Linked DNA regions of Mus musculus: all the other regions are linked to region 2. The links are chromatin contacts, called in public ChIA-PET and HiChIP or PLAC-seq maps. All regions are on one chromosome and are shown on one strand. The core of a region is the stretch at or near the end of the contact, and the rest is flanking DNA. Distances in the headings are between cores, read along the strand shown. Region 1 overlaps Nrip1 (nuclear receptor interacting protein 1). Region 2 holds the start of Samsn1 (SAM domain, SH3 domain and nuclear localization signals, 1). Region 3 overlaps Nrip1 (nuclear receptor interacting protein 1).

The links. ChIA-PET counts read pairs in DNA pulled down with a chosen protein or histone mark. HiChIP or PLAC-seq counts read pairs in DNA pulled down with a chosen protein or histone mark.
Region 1: a contact with region 2 is called in an RNA polymerase II ChIA-PET map of effector CD8 T cells, with 6 read pairs. The contact joins the enhancer-like site here to the promoter of Samsn1 in region 2. A contact is called at or near these places in 1 of 484 Hi-C or Micro-C datasets (palatal mesenchyme) and 4 of 115 datasets of contacts at active chromatin or transcription factors (bone marrow-derived dendritic cells, effector CD8 T cells, microglia and 1 more).
Region 3: a contact with region 2 is called in an H3K4me3 HiChIP or PLAC-seq map of bone marrow-derived macrophages, with 4 times the contacts expected there. The contact joins the enhancer-like site here to the promoter of Samsn1 in region 2. A contact is called at or near these places in 3 of 39 promoter capture datasets (the HPC-7 cell line, frontonasal cranial neural crest and pre-B cells), 7 of 484 Hi-C or Micro-C datasets (the Ba/F3 cell line, LSK cells, Th1 cells and 4 more) and 3 of 115 datasets of contacts at active chromatin or transcription factors (bone marrow-derived dendritic cells, bone marrow-derived macrophages and double positive thymocytes).

Annotation. Positions count from the first base shown.
Region 1 is chr16:76,321,545-76,326,356 of GRCm38.p6, reverse strand. The region is part of intron 3 of Nrip1 (nuclear receptor interacting protein 1); the gene reads left to right. Among named protein-coding and RNA genes, the nearest start is that of Gm30569, 23 kb to the right of the region's middle. Within about 2 kb of position 2,691, at least 73 of the 459 cell types and tissues checked have an H3K27ac peak or open chromatin away from gene starts, as enhancers often do. A contact at or near this core is called in effector CD8 T cells and regulatory T cells, where this site is marked.
Region 2 is chr16:75,907,090-75,912,048 of GRCm38.p6, reverse strand. It overlaps Samsn1 (SAM domain, SH3 domain and nuclear localization signals, 1), which reads left to right and starts at 2,783. Exons shown (of 8, transcript NM_023380.2): 1 at 2,783-2,919. The coding sequence starts at 2,863.
Region 3 is chr16:76,356,833-76,361,832 of GRCm38.p6, reverse strand. All of the region lies in intron 1 of Nrip1 (nuclear receptor interacting protein 1), which reads left to right. Among named protein-coding and RNA genes, the nearest start is that of Nrip1, 14 kb to the left of the region's middle. Within about 2 kb of position 3,527, at least 32 of the 459 cell types and tissues checked have an H3K27ac peak or open chromatin away from gene starts, as enhancers often do. A contact at or near this core is called in bone marrow-derived macrophages, where this site is marked.

The sequences.
Region 1 (4,812 bases), core at 1,442-3,941, 410 kb before region 2:
GAAAATTTGACACAGGAGATTTCTTTCTCCCCCTTTCTTCTTTCTTCTTTTGTTTTGTTTTCTGTGATTAGAGAGGTTGGAACTATCTAAGCATTTGTGCACTGTAGGCAAGTGCTCTACCACTGAGCCACACCTCTAGCTGAGAGAGAGCATTCTTCTTCTGGCATACTTACAGTGGACAGCCTGGAAGCTAGAAAACATGTCCTTTGTTTGATGAGAGTCAAGATGTTGCTTCTTGGCTTTTACCCTACTGTGTCATCTGTGCTTCCTAAGCTTCTGGGGGTCACTTCCTATCCCTAATCTGTTGAGGGTCCAGGTGAGTTTTCTTCTAGGTCAGCAGTAGCGCCTGTAATGTATCATATGAGAAATTTCAACTGAGAAGATTTTTGTAATGAAAAAGTATCCTAAGATGCACTTCAATAGCCATTAAAACATTGGCATGTGGCTCCTGAATGGCACCGCGCACACACGTTAGAAAGACACCCCAAAACCACATTTGTTTTGTCTCATGAAAGTAGTCTTGATCTCTTGTGCATCCTGAATAGGGACCCTTAAGGACCCTGGAGCATCACTCACTCATACTCAGAGACTGCTGATATTAGAATTCACATTGCCAGCCAGAATGTTCTATGCATTCCTCCTAATGTCACCTAACTTGTGTTTCGTACATTTGTCTAATTTCTTCTTAACTTCTACAGAGTTCATCATGTTACCCACTCTTCTATTAATGTCTAGACGTAGAATGTCCTGGAACCTATTGCCAGTGTCAGCTTGGCAGCCATAAGCCAGAGATGCTTAGTCAAGAAGTCATTTTATTTGTGGATACTCATAAGGTCATTCCTAGCCAGGCACTGTCAGTAACCCTGGCTTTCAAGAGCAGTCCCTTTTTATGACTGGTGACACTCCACGCCCTTCTCCTGTGGAGATCTCACTGTTGAGATTGTGAAAGCTTTCTCATTAATGCAGTCTTAGGATGAAGTCCATGTCTTCTTTTGGGACAATGGTAGGCTCCCCTTCAAGTGTTTCCCTCTCCTCCTCTCCTCCCCTCCCCTCCCCTCCCCTCCCCTCCCCTCCCCTCCCCTCCCCTCCCCTCCTCTCCCCTCCCCTCCTCTCTGCGCCCTTCCTTCCTCTTGCCTCAGCCTGACCCCTGATGCTGGCTTGCCTTTTGTGCTCTGGCAGATACTTCCTTGGCCCTAGTGACTCCTGCTCCCTGCACCCTCCTGTTCTACCTTGGCTGACACTCTGTTAAATTCCTTCTGAGGTCTTAGCAGGACAGTCAGTCTCTAGAGTATTTAACGACTCTTAAGTTCCCTGAGTACTGGGTCTTCCTGAGAGTTCTGGGAATGCAGTGTGTACCTTGCGGCTGGATGGTAATCCCAAAATGGCTTCTCATCAGACTCTTGATTTATTAACAGCTCAGAGTCTCTTATTGTATGGTGATGTCATGATGCGAGCTGGAATTTGGGACTTCATGTGATTACCAGTGATAATCTGGAAGCACAGCAAGAAATCCACAGAACACTGGGAGTCCTTTAATCTTTTTTTTTTTTTTTTTTTTTTTTTTTGTTCCAAGCATAGTAGGCCCTCAGTTAATGTTTATCAACTATTTATTTTTTCCTTTACTAGTGTTGTATAAAACTCTTTGCTCCAGCAACCATACAGTAATTTAAGCCAGACTGCTACTCCAGCTTCTGGCTCCTAGCCAAAAAAAAAAAAAATAGGCCTTGAGGTGGGTGCAGTGACCTAGTCATATAATCCTGGCACTTCAGAGAGAGGCTAGTGAGGTAAAATCATGAGTTCAAGGCTAGCTGAGACTATGTAGGATGTAAGACCCTTTCTCAGATAAGTAAAACAAAAAAAGAAAAGCAGAACTATGCCTTCACATTGTTTAAAAAATGTTGCACACTGCTTTCATCATAAACAAAGCCTTTGCCAAGGATGAGAATATATTAGGATGAGAATATATTTGAATTATGTACAGGTCAGATTGCAAATTCTTATTTCTACTGGAATTTTTGTTTTCCTTGAAATTTCAGACAGATCATATCAACACAGTATTTTATACACCTATGCTAGAAATGTAATTATATTATTTTCATCTTTTGCTGTTAATTAACATCTATCTTGTAGCACTCTTTATGTTCCACAAATTGCTTCCTAAATGTTCAGTCCTCATTTGTATTATTTTCTGAGCTGTGTTGAACTGGGCTGCCCACACCTTCATTTGACTCTTGACTTCTTCTTTGCACCAACTGGTCTACCACATCCTCTCCCCAAACCATCACCAACCCCACAGTTTTTGTTTTGTTTGTTTTGTTTTTTTAAAACATCCCTTTAATCATATCTTTTCCTATAAACCATGCATTCCCACCAGATAAAGGCCTAAGCTCCTTGGTGTGGCCTTGACTCAAAAGTCCTTGGAGCTGAGAGCATTGTTAGCTTAATCTCCAGTCACAATAAATAGCTACCCCTTCCTGTGTCACCCCAGCTCTGCTCTGCCTGCAAATCCGTTGCTCTGACCTAGAATGTGGTCATTTTCTTGTGGTGGGCTGTCTCCATCTTTAGCCGCCACCTCTCTCACCATCTGCACACGCAGATAACCAAAACCTAGGTCATCCCTACTTGGGTGTGTCCAGGGCACTTGCCAAATGAATGAATGCTTCCAGCTTAGCACTTAGCAGCATCAGCTCCCTGCCTCTCTCTCTGCACAGAGAACAAAGAAAAGATGTGCGGTGCACAGTGCTGTTATGAACTTGCTAGGTATTACAGCCCTGAGCGCGTGTGTTTTACAACTACATAGCTGAATTCTCGTGAGTGGAGATGTGGTTGAGGTTCAGTAGAGTCCTGAACTTACTTATGCTGTTTTCTGAGAGGAAATAATTTCCTTGCTTCTTGCTTCTGCTAACTACTCGCTTGTTGCTATTGTTGTTGTTGTTGTTAATCCTGGGATGGGGTGTGCAGGTCAGGGGACAACTTTGGCTTGGGTTCTCCCTCTCTAGCTTTATGTGGGTTCCAGGAACCAGACTCAAGTAGATAACATGTGCAGCAAGCTGTTTTTACCTACTGAGCCATCTCACAGTCCAGTCACAACAGTACCCAGTTTACTTCATGAAACTGTGTTCTGAGCGCTAGAGCTGGTGTGTTTGTTTATTTGTTTGTTTTGTCATTGTTGGTTTTTGTTTTTTGTTTTTGTTTTTTTTTTTCTTCTTCCCAGACAGGGTTTCACTGTATAGCCTTGGATGTCCTGGACCTCCAAGCTCTAAAGACCAAGCTTCCAGGAACTCACAGAGATCCCCATGCCTCTGCCTCCTGAGTTCTGGGATCAAAGGTGTGCACTACTGTGCCCCACTCTGTTATTTTGTTTTTGTTTTTATCATTTTGTATTGTTTGGTTTTAGAATAATTATTTTCAAACTTGCCTACTATAGCTCCTGCATTGAAATCCAAAGGCCCTGCTTTGGGAAAGGCCAAACATTTACCTCTCTTTAGTCTGTTTTCTGCTGCTCTAACAATATACCCAAGGCTGAGTACCGGAAGAGGAATGCATGTTTCTCGGTACTGAGCAGTCTGGGAGCACTGTGCAGTCATTTGCTTGGTGTCTGGTGAAGGCTGCATGGTACATCCTAAGAATCACTGGATAGCAGGGGATACTGCGCAGTGAGAGCACTCAGAGACCTGCCATTCTAAGTGCTAATTTCTTCCTTTATAGGGGCCACACCTTTATGACATCATTCCATCCCGTTAGTACCATTAGTGGATGAAATTGAGGATGCAGGCTCTAACACATAAGTCTGGGGGTGTCACACTCAAACCATAGCAAGGAAGCCTCAACTGCCTCGCTCTTCTTTCTCTTTTGGCCTATACATGGATGGAGATGCTGAGAACAGTGTGGAAAAGGGCACGTTTGCCTCTCCCAGCAAACAGCACTGAGCTAGCTTTACCAGGTTCTTCTCAGGTCCTTCTCAGGTCTGTTTCTAGTCACATGATACTATTTGATTGTCACTTTAGCAAGGTATATGCAATCGTACCTGGTCTTCGATTTAACCAGCCCAGAGCTTATTTTTCAAACACTGAAAGTCCTAGATTCGTGTCGATGGAGTGATTTGATTTTTACAGTGCTGCAAATCTAAGATATAGCTGTAGTTTTCAGGTTTATCACCATGACACTAAAGTATAGTCAAGGAAAAAAAAAATACCCAGCTTGAATTCATTATAAATAAAACGGAAGGAATGTTTACTTTTGAGGACTAATAGTTCCCCCCTCCCTTCTTTTTGTGATTTCTTGCTTACATAATTTGTTATGAAAGAGTGCTTCTAGGTAAGCCATCTCTCCAGAGTGCTTGTAACGTCTTCTGTTCTGCTCTGGAAGGGTTAAGAGGAGACAGCATCCTGTCAAAGACCTTGTTTTTAATTTTGCTTCTCATACTGGCGCTGATCCTGCTAAGAGCAGCCCAGATTAGTTCGGGAAACCTTTGAAGAGATTTAAGATGTCCTTCAGCCAGTTTGAAGGTTTTTGTCTTGCAAATCCAGTACAAGGGCGCCTGCAGGCATCTCGACCCTTGCTGAGCCGCTGATGCAGCTCAAGGTCACTCTAACCCGCCCTGTGACATTCAACAACAACAGAAAAAAAATTATGCGGTGGAACTGCTTCAGCATTCAGCCAACCAACAACTTCCTCAGTGAGGGAACTGGGGAAGAAGTCTCTCTCCCCTCCCCCCACCTCTACTCTCTTTTTTTTTTGGGGGGGGGGGAGGCTTTGTGAATTTTTTGCTGTAGGAAATAATCCCGGATTTCTGGTGTGCGTGATGACAAG
Region 2 (4,959 bases), core at 1,534-4,033:
TCTTCCAAACAGGACTGCAGCATGGTTGCATTGTAATAAGAGCTCATACATCATACCTTTTCACCATCAGAGAAAAATTTTCCTAAATGAATGAAAGTCTGGAATCACATCTTTCATATATAAATTTAAACAAAAATATTAATTTTATTTACAATTTGAATCCACCTTATGGTATTAAAACTGGTCAAATGCTTAGATATACAAACAGATGTTTATATGTAATTCTTAAGTATAATATTGTTTACTATAAAAATCATCTAATTTATACTCTGATAATTTCATATGTGCATACACTTAATCTTTATTTACATATACACCTGAGTCCCCTTGTTATTTCATCTGAGATCCTGAACCCCTCCCTACTCCTTGTCCTTTCATCCTTCGTAGTGTAGTAGGTCTTCTCTAGGGTCCATGACATGTCCAGCCACAGGCCCTTGGCTACGTTTACAGCACCATGCAAGGATTTCCTGTTGCCTGGGCCATAAAACCCATGAGAGAGCTGTTTGTCATCCCCAAGAGAGTCATGCTCCGATTGTTCCACTGGGCATATTTTTCTAAGCAACTAGTTCTTAGCAGTTTGCATAAATGTCTTCTGACACCATGGGAGCTACTTCTCAGACGAGCTTTCCTGATCAGTTCCTGCTTAATTCATCTAAGCCCTATGTCTGGAGTGTGTACTATCTTCATCACCATATATCATGCTCACATCTGGGAGGTAACCAAGGACAATGACAATAGAATGCATTGTTTTGTTTGACTCTTGGAGTTGCTCTCACCACCAATTAAGAACTAGAAGTGTGTTTCCAGTGACTGGCATGGAGGTTTAAGTTAGGGGTTTACGGCAATTTGGAAGAGCGTTAATATCAAATGTTGCATAACTGCATTTCAGCTGAACACACACACAAAATGTTAGTACCAGCAATTTGAATATTCACTGTTTTAGTTGTCATTATAAAAATGTAAACTATAAAAAATTCTCCAAATATAACTTTGATATTTAATATTCATTCATTATCTACAGATAATTTTTGGTGTAAACTATTCTGAAGTGATGGTGCATAAGGGCGGCCCATATTGGCATTAGCTTTGATTCTCAGTGAAACGATCATTTAGGAACTATCACCATTATCCTCCTCACTGAACTGATCAAATTCCACTCCTGAATTAAACTCCCATCCGTTTCACAAAGAGATGGAAGAGTACAAGGAGCACTGATGTCTCAGATAAGAAAATATCTTTTCATGGCTCTTAATTTCTTAGGCGACGGAATAGTTTATTCCCTTGGGTTAACTGAGAACCACCCAGAAAATTTACAGAAAGTCACACTGCTAGGGAATTACCGAGCCTTAGGTTTTCAGGTTGTCTGGTGTTATTCCCCTGTCATTGTTCTGAAAATACTAACCTCTTACTTCTCAAAATTACCCTCCTGCCACTGCAGCTGTTTATTAACTCCAATCCTCTTAAGTGGTTTACCCAATTCTATTGTAGTGCATAAAATACCATTTTGTTCTTGCTAGTTAAGAGGTTTATTGCATAGAAATTGAGTACCCACTACGTTCAATAGCACAGAGTGGGTATTCAATTTAGTATTTAAGCGAATTAGTGAATTTCAGCTGGGACTCCAGGACGAAGGCAGAGAGGTGGGAGGGACAACTGAGAAAAGAGGGCCAGAGCATGATTCTTAGAGAAGCACTTCCTAAAAATATGGTGCTACTGTTTTTAATCTGAGGAGTTTATGAGCAGAAAGTACAAGTTTTCTTGAAGCAGGCCATTTAACCAGAGCCTGCATTTGAAACAATCTGCACAAGCTCATCTGATAAGGGCTTCATTTTTCAAGGAAGTCTGAGCAACCTTCTCTTTTATCTGGATCTCTGGATCTGGCTTTCAGCAAAACCTTTAAGACATATTGGGGCTATTCCAGGCCCACTTAGTAGACACTGGATGCCTTGTCTGGAGAGAGGACTGAGCAGTCGGTAGCATCACCCACCAACCAGGCATTACCAGGGTACAGAGTACGTATACTATGTAGCAGGAAGTGGTTCTTTTATTAATCAGGGGGTTTTAACAATGATATGCTTGCTTTTTCAATGTCACCAATGCCCACTCATCAATATCTGGAGCTAGAATCCTATTACAGTTAGGTACTTTTAATCTATACCCTATTACGGTAGCTTTAGGGAGGATTAATATTATTTAACTTCAAATTGATCGTCATGTAGAAATATACAATTATGTATTGAGAAAGATACAGACATATGTCACATTTAAAAAGTGGGCAATGAAATTGAAAGGTAGGTTCCCTGGAAAATTTGGAAGGAGAAAAATGAAAAGGTGGAAATGATGTAAGTGTATTATATAACCTCAAATAATAAAATATTATAAAAATATAAAATGGAATTCTTTAAATAGTCTCAAACTTTTAAAAATCCACAATATTCTGTTTGATTTCATTTAAAAGGTTCAGATATTTTCCTCTTGTGCCATCTTTTTTAATGTGTTAAATTCTTTTACATAAACTGAGAAAATAAGTTTTGTTTTCCAAACCATTACACCCTTAGTAATTACCGTAGCCATGTCAAAGGTGTGAGCTAAGAATTATATCATAGAATACAGCACCGAGAATACAGTACAGAGTTACCAAATAATTACGGTAAGGAAGGAAAGGAAAAAAAAAAAAAAAAAAAAAAGAAACCTTCAACCAAGCAGACACTGAAGTCACATCCTGACCAGAGGAGGAAGTGTCACATCAGACACTTCCTCAGTGCTATCAGATGCTGGGTATCACGGAGAGCACCCGTGCCTGCTCTCAGTTGTCTCTGTAACAGCAGCAACTGTGCTCACTAGAGGTGGCCAGAATTCAAAATGCTAAAGAGGAAGCCATCCAATGCCTCAGACAAGGAGAAACACCAAAAACCGAAGGTAAGTTTATTTTCTTACAGAGTAAAACTAACCAAATACTGTACTAGAAAGCAACACTTACTTGCAAATGTATAACACAGACACACCAGACACACACACACACACACACACACACACACACACATACCATTTACACATACGCACATATACGTGTATACACACACATACACAAACTCATTCAAGCACACAACACATTCAAACAAACCACACAGTGACATACATCTCTCTCTCTCTCTCTCTCTCTCTCTCTCTCTCTCTCTCACACACACACACACACACACACACACACACACACACACACACACAAGCATACATGCACACTCACAGCCTACATCATCACCCTACTACTTACATGACATTTTATCTGTCACTTCTAAATTAATTTAAGTAGAGGACTAAGTGCATCAAAATACATATGGAAGAATTTGCATACTGATGAGCAATTATGGTCTTCACAATTGTGTATTAGATTCAACCCTTTATGTTGTTAGCTAAGATTGGGTTAGGATAATTTTATGGAACTCTGTTTGGTGGCCTCCACTTAACCATTAATATCATGAATTCTCTGCCTATTTTTCATTCCTTGGTTGTTCAATATCTTACCAGTGTTCTGAAGGAATTATTTTATCTGTTAAATTGTAGATATTTAAAATACATAACAGTAAGAAGACTAAAATGGAGAAATTTTAGGTTAGTTTTTTAAAATTCTTTTTGTAATTTGAATGTTCAGCTATGATATCTTGTAGTAGACATGCATTTTCACATTGTCATTAGAGAGAATTGTGCCCTATTTTGAGAAGACACAAAATTTATAAATTAGTAAATTTGATAAGCCAGTCTTATGTAGTATGTTCTTTTATTCTTTCTCTTGATAACAATTGGCATTAAAAATAATATAGGAAAAGCCAAGTTTACATTCTTATAGAACTTTAAACGTCATTTACTAGTAACATTAATTTCTTTAGTATGAAGTTGTGATGTCAGAAAATTTCTGTCCTGTTTATACATTCCTAACGTTTCTCAAATAAATTCAATCTTTTTGTTGGTGAGATAAATACTAGTGGATTCTTTGTTTTTAAGGAGTTTACACTTTGTCATCAGCTTTTATTTCTCATTGGGAGAGAGACAGTTTGGGGACTGATTTTCCTTCTGAACTGAGTAGGCACAGGACAGTCTTCAACGGTTTAAAACCTTTGGCAAAAGATCTGAAGTAAACTGAGAATTCATTATTTCCAAGTACAGGAAACTAAAACTAGATGATTTTCAACATTATTGTTTCTAATGCAAAAAAAGTCAACAAAGGTTAAACAAGCATCTTAGAAACACATAGTACAAAAATATATTGCACTTTCTGTTTTTTCATTACTAAAATAAAAATTCACAGCAACACATCCCAAAATATCCAAGAAAGGTTTTTCAAAGAATCATTTTTTATTTCTTCATATGATTATATTTGTTGTGAGCTGAGCTCTATCTCAAGTCTCATATGATTGTTTTTTATGTAAAATAGCACTGATTAAATAAAAATATTCAGTTGATCATATTTTGGGAATATTACAAAAATTGATAAAAAGTGGCTTACCTCAAAATTTTTCAAAAATGACACTTGACTATTTCATAAGGACTGTATTGCACATTATATTGTCAGTATATCATTTCACTAAACTGTTTTCAAAATGATCTTTCATTATTGGCAATGGTCTTAATCACAGTAATTACTAGAGTAGATGTGAACTATTGGTCATCTTATTGATGTTTGCATATATAAAATAAAAACACACTCAATGCACCTGAGAAAAAAAATATATCACAAGAAATAGTCACACTGAAGACATATATGGATTTAATTTTTTTGCTGTGACACTAATAGCCCTCCAATTGCTATAATTATGTCTTAGAAACAATTCTTACAAATTCATAGTTTTCAATAGAAAACTTTTGCATATTTCATAAATAAAACATATAATCCATAGGACATGGTAAGAGCACATGATATTCTGATCCTTACACAGATGGCTATTTGAAGGGGTACAAGCTCCC
Region 3 (5,000 bases), core at 2,278-4,777, 450 kb before region 2:
GATCATATCTGCTGGTGACATTGTAATTAATTGACAGCTGAAATGAAATGTGTCTTATAATAAATAGTAAGTGTCTTCAAATTATACAAATCAGATTAGAAAATATGTTTAGCAAAATCTGTAGACAACATCTCATTTCTTTCTTCCATATTAATTTTTGACAAAGTGAAAAGGTATTTCTCAACTTTTTAAGAAGTTTCCGGAGTCACTTCTACCAGCCTGAACGGACTGACCAACTGGGCATGTTAAATCCAGTGGATTTGACCGTTTTGGAAGATGGACGCATCTGTGAAACACATTTTCAGATTTTATTTCTAGCCAGATGTGGTGATGCAGGGAGGCAGAACAAGTGGGACTTCTGGAGTTCTAGGCCAGCCTTGTCTACAGACTCAGTTCAAGGAGAGAGATGGAGGGGGGCCAGGGGGAGCAAAACCCTGTCTCAAGCAAAACCAACCAACCAACCAACCAACCAACCACCTAACAAACTTCACAGACTTAAGTTTGAGGGTGGGGAGGTGTCATCTGTCAGTGGGACAGTGCCTGCTTTTGCTTTCTTCGTTTTGGTTTTGAGGTAGGGTTTCCTTGTGTAGCTCTGGCTGTCCTGGAACTACCCGTGTATAACCAGGCTGGCCTCAAACTCAGAAATATGACTGTCTCTGTCTCCTGGATACAGAGATTAAAGGCATGGCCACCACACCTGGATAATTTTGGTTTTTAGAAGTCCTACAAAGTTAACTTATCAAGAATGGTTGAAGACACAAACGAAGCCTGCTACACTGTAGGTGTCAGTAGGATTCAAAGTCCCTTGTAGGGTTTAAAGACAGGTTTGCTCTGCTGGGTACGAATCCTGTTATGCTATAGTGTTATTGTATGACTGATGGGAGGCAGAAAATAAAATGATATGGAAGTGAAGTTCAGATAATCCAGCTACTGAGAGATTTAGTTTCAATGCTAAATAAAGTGTATATATTATCTTGGTATGTACATATTATCAAAACCTATATTGTTTTTGATCTTTAACAGTGTTCTTAAAATTACTTTAACATGGGTTTGTGTTTTGTGAAGACAAGATTTTGTGTGTGTGTGTGTGTGTGTGATGTGTCTGTGTGTGTGTGGTGTATGTGTAGTATGTATGTGGTGTGTGTGGTATGTGTGTGTGTGTGTGTAGTATGTATGTGGTATGTGTGTATATGTATGGTGCACACACCCGCCCGCCGGCCAACATGTGAGGGCACACTTGTGGCACTTGGTATTCTTCCACTACTTGGGTTCCAGGGGTTGAACTCAGGTCGTCTGGCTTGGCAGCACATGCTGTTACCTGCTGAGACATCTCACCAGTTCGCGACAAAGACTTTAGTGGCCATAACTTCACCTGTCCCTGGCAGTGAATGTCAGGTGTTTCTTGAGTTCGGCCAGTTATTCGTCCACAAGGTTCACATCTTATCCCTTCTGGTATGTTCCTCCCAGTAACGCCCTGATTCCTTTCTCTGAGGGCGTTGCTCTAGTATCATGAACATACCCCCTGATTAGTTTTCCCTTTAAAACTCCCTCCCTTCAGAGTAGAATTATTAGTGGGCTTGCACACATCTGAATGGCTCTGCTTCTGCAGACATACCTATTCCGTTTAATAGAAGGTTACCTTAAACCTTGAGGTTGAGAATTCGACGTAGTTAAGAATATTAATATAGATGTCAGTTTAAAAATAGGTCCTTTTGGCAGCAAACAAAATGGCAAAACGTTGGTTTTAATCCTTTGAAAGGGTAAAGCTAAGTTATCTTTATTTATTTTTATTCATAGTTACGCGAGTGTGTCTGTGTGAGTTTATCTGTAGCATGCGTGAAGGTCCCTGTGAGCCAGCGAGCCTCGGGTCCCCCGGAGCTGCAGTTTTCCCAGGTTGTGAGCTGTCAGATGCAGTGCTGGGACCAGAACTTGGGTCCTCTTTATAAGCAGGTTTAGCCACTAAGTCATCATCTCTCCAGCCCCACAAAACTAAACTTAACATGCCTCTGATCCAGTTGCTGTAGACACTTTACATTTTATGGCATTGATTGTGTTTTAATTGTTATGTTACAGTAAAAGCAATAAAGAAGGTTTTTTTTTTTTTTTTTTTGGTAGTGGTGTGAGGTATACGGAAGGAGAATGAGAAACAGGTTGCTATGTATAAAATGAGCATGCTAACTTGGACTGCGTTTGATTTAGCCTGCTGTGAAGTTCTAATATTTCTTGGTTCAGATTTTTGAGATTCTTGTAAGTGAACAGAAATCCATAATTACATGTGTAGAAAAAAGATCTATTCATATATATATATATATACACACACACACATATACATATATATATACAGACACACACAACACACACACATACACACACACACATATATATATGTATATATATATGTATATATATATATATATATATATGTGTGTGTGTGTGTATGAGCGGTATGTTTGTCTGGTGATTCTACATTTTGTAGCTCAAATTATTGGCTCAATCAAACTTGTCAATGGAACGTTAGAAAAACATTACCTTTCGGCATATTACCTTGGGGGTGTTGCAGTACTTGACATTCCTCTGTGACCATGGCGATATTGTTTCTAAAAAGCAAAAGAAGTGAGTCCAGAAGAGGAGGAATTCTTGGAGGAGAAAGGAAACATCACTTCTAAACTATATTGCAGTTGTGATTTATTGTGTTTCAGGAATATCTATCTATCTACCTTTCTATCCATCCATCCATCCATCCATTATCTATAACTTTTCCTAATAGATACTGAAAAGTAGTATTGTCTTCCTAATGCTGTAATGCTGACCATGGTAGTTTAGCTGTTAATCACAGACACCGTGGTGTTTGAGAGCCGTGGCAGAGCTGTGGAATGGGTGAGTCATTTGACGTTTTCTGAATTGTTCTTTTTATAAAATAAGGAGGTTGGTGGAACGGAGATGGGGTTCTTCTGTAAAAATCAGCATGGCTTCAGAAGGGAACTCATTTTTTTTTTCCTTTTAAATGCATTGAGTATCATGGTGCCCAGAACCTAAAGTTAAGATAATACCCCTTATGGTTTTTGGAGCTTGGCATTTAATATTTTACAGCAAAGTTTTTAGTGTAGCGTAATTGAACTTGTACTGGATAGGGTTAATAGGCTGGAACAAAAGGTCAGAGCATAAGGCATTAGGCTTAATTAAGGGCTAGCAGGAGTGGCAGGGGTGTGTGACAGTTAAATGGGTTTCCCACAGGCTGATGTCGGTTACAGTGCAACCCTGCCTCAACCTAAGCCGAGGGCAGCAGTGATTAGCAGTTTGACATGCCAGACACTTCTGGCCAATCCCATCTGATTTAGAGGTTAAAAAAGCACACCTTTATGAGCTGATGGATTGATTTGTGTGCCCGTCTGGGAAAGATTAGAAGTCCAAGGCCGATGCTGTAAATGTCAGTTATGGAAGATTGTACGCTCTTGGTTGGCTCAGTCCTTTAACCGTCGACTGTTTTATAATGGGGGATAACTGCTGTTTATGGAGCTGAATGCAAAAGGGGTGGGTGAGCAGGTGAGGCGGGAAGGGGAGTGTCTCCTTGACAAAATTACGATTTAACATAGTCCATAGCAGGTGCGTCTAACTGGAGTTCTCTTGACCTCGCCTTTCCAGTCGGCGTCATAGCTTTCTCTTGTGTTAACCTGAGCGACGTCGTCCGTCTAGAATTTCCTTTTTGCTTACAGAATTGTCAGGCGGCTTTCCTTGGGCACCTCTTTTGCAAGCAGAAGGGAGGCTTATCTCCATATCATTATATGTGTTTTACAAGGTGGAGAGAGAAATAAAAGAAGTCTCCACGTCCTGCTCACACGCTGTTCTTCGTTAGGAATGTATGGTCATTGAGAAATGAGAAAGTGGCTCAGAAGAAGAAGTTACTGTGCTCATGGCTTCTCAGAACATGTAAGCTCAGGGCTTGGTGGTGTGGGGAAGCAACAATGTTGCCCAGAGCCACCAAGAGGAGCTAGGGAGGAGACTGGGCTGGCGTTTATTGGGATTTCCATGGGACAAGCAATGAAGGGCTGGGCAGGGAAAGCAACTTTTAAGACTAGGGAGTCTTAAATGTAGCCATTTAATTCTAGGTAGTACAATGGCTAGGAACTAATGACCTACATCTTCTTATATATAACAATATGATCGCTGATATCATATAGTAGCTTGAGTTAGGTATAGGTTTGGACCTGGTATACAGGAATCATCTTCGTTTGCTTCAGTAGTGTGAAACAAGCAGAACGATATAGTTTGTGGGCCACATGGAGGGGGTGGAATCTTGATTGATCACTGTGCCTACCAGAGGCATGGTGGCATTGTGTCCTAGGCTGTTCCAGAGGGAAAGTCTTTCAGATAAATAGATCATTATGATGTTGAAGCATTGTGATCTACAGAAAAGGAAAAGGAAAATGTCAGAGCCCCATGCGGGCACGGTGGGTGGAGTTTGCTCCAGTCGTCTAAGCGTGTGATGCAGAATTGGCGTGTGCACCTTCTCGCTGCAGAGGCCGGCCAGAACTTCCGTGTAACTGGGTTATAGGCCCAGCCCCCTTTCTTCAACCCATGCTTCTCCACACGGAACGCAGAGACGAATGCACATTTAATATTCCATTTCTAAGTATGATCCAACACCCGGAGATCACTTTCCCTCATCTTCTTTTTCATTTTGTGTGATGTTTTTCTTTCCAGAAAGCTATGCTATACTGTTAAGATAATTGGTTTCCAGTTATACCAATATTTAACAATAAACGGTGGTCAAGTTGTGATTATAAACCTTGGCATCTATGTCTTGTAAATGTCCGAGGAGTGGGAAAATCCTGACATTTTGTGGCTGTTTTAGAACTTAGGATAATATCACAATCAATGTGCTAGGAGCTTAAACCACTGTCAGTGAGGTGGGCTTTGAAGAAGTGTCGAGAGAAACAATGTGGCCTTTTTATTAGAAAACAAAAATGCCACTGGAAGTGTTAGTGCAAATAAAAAGATGT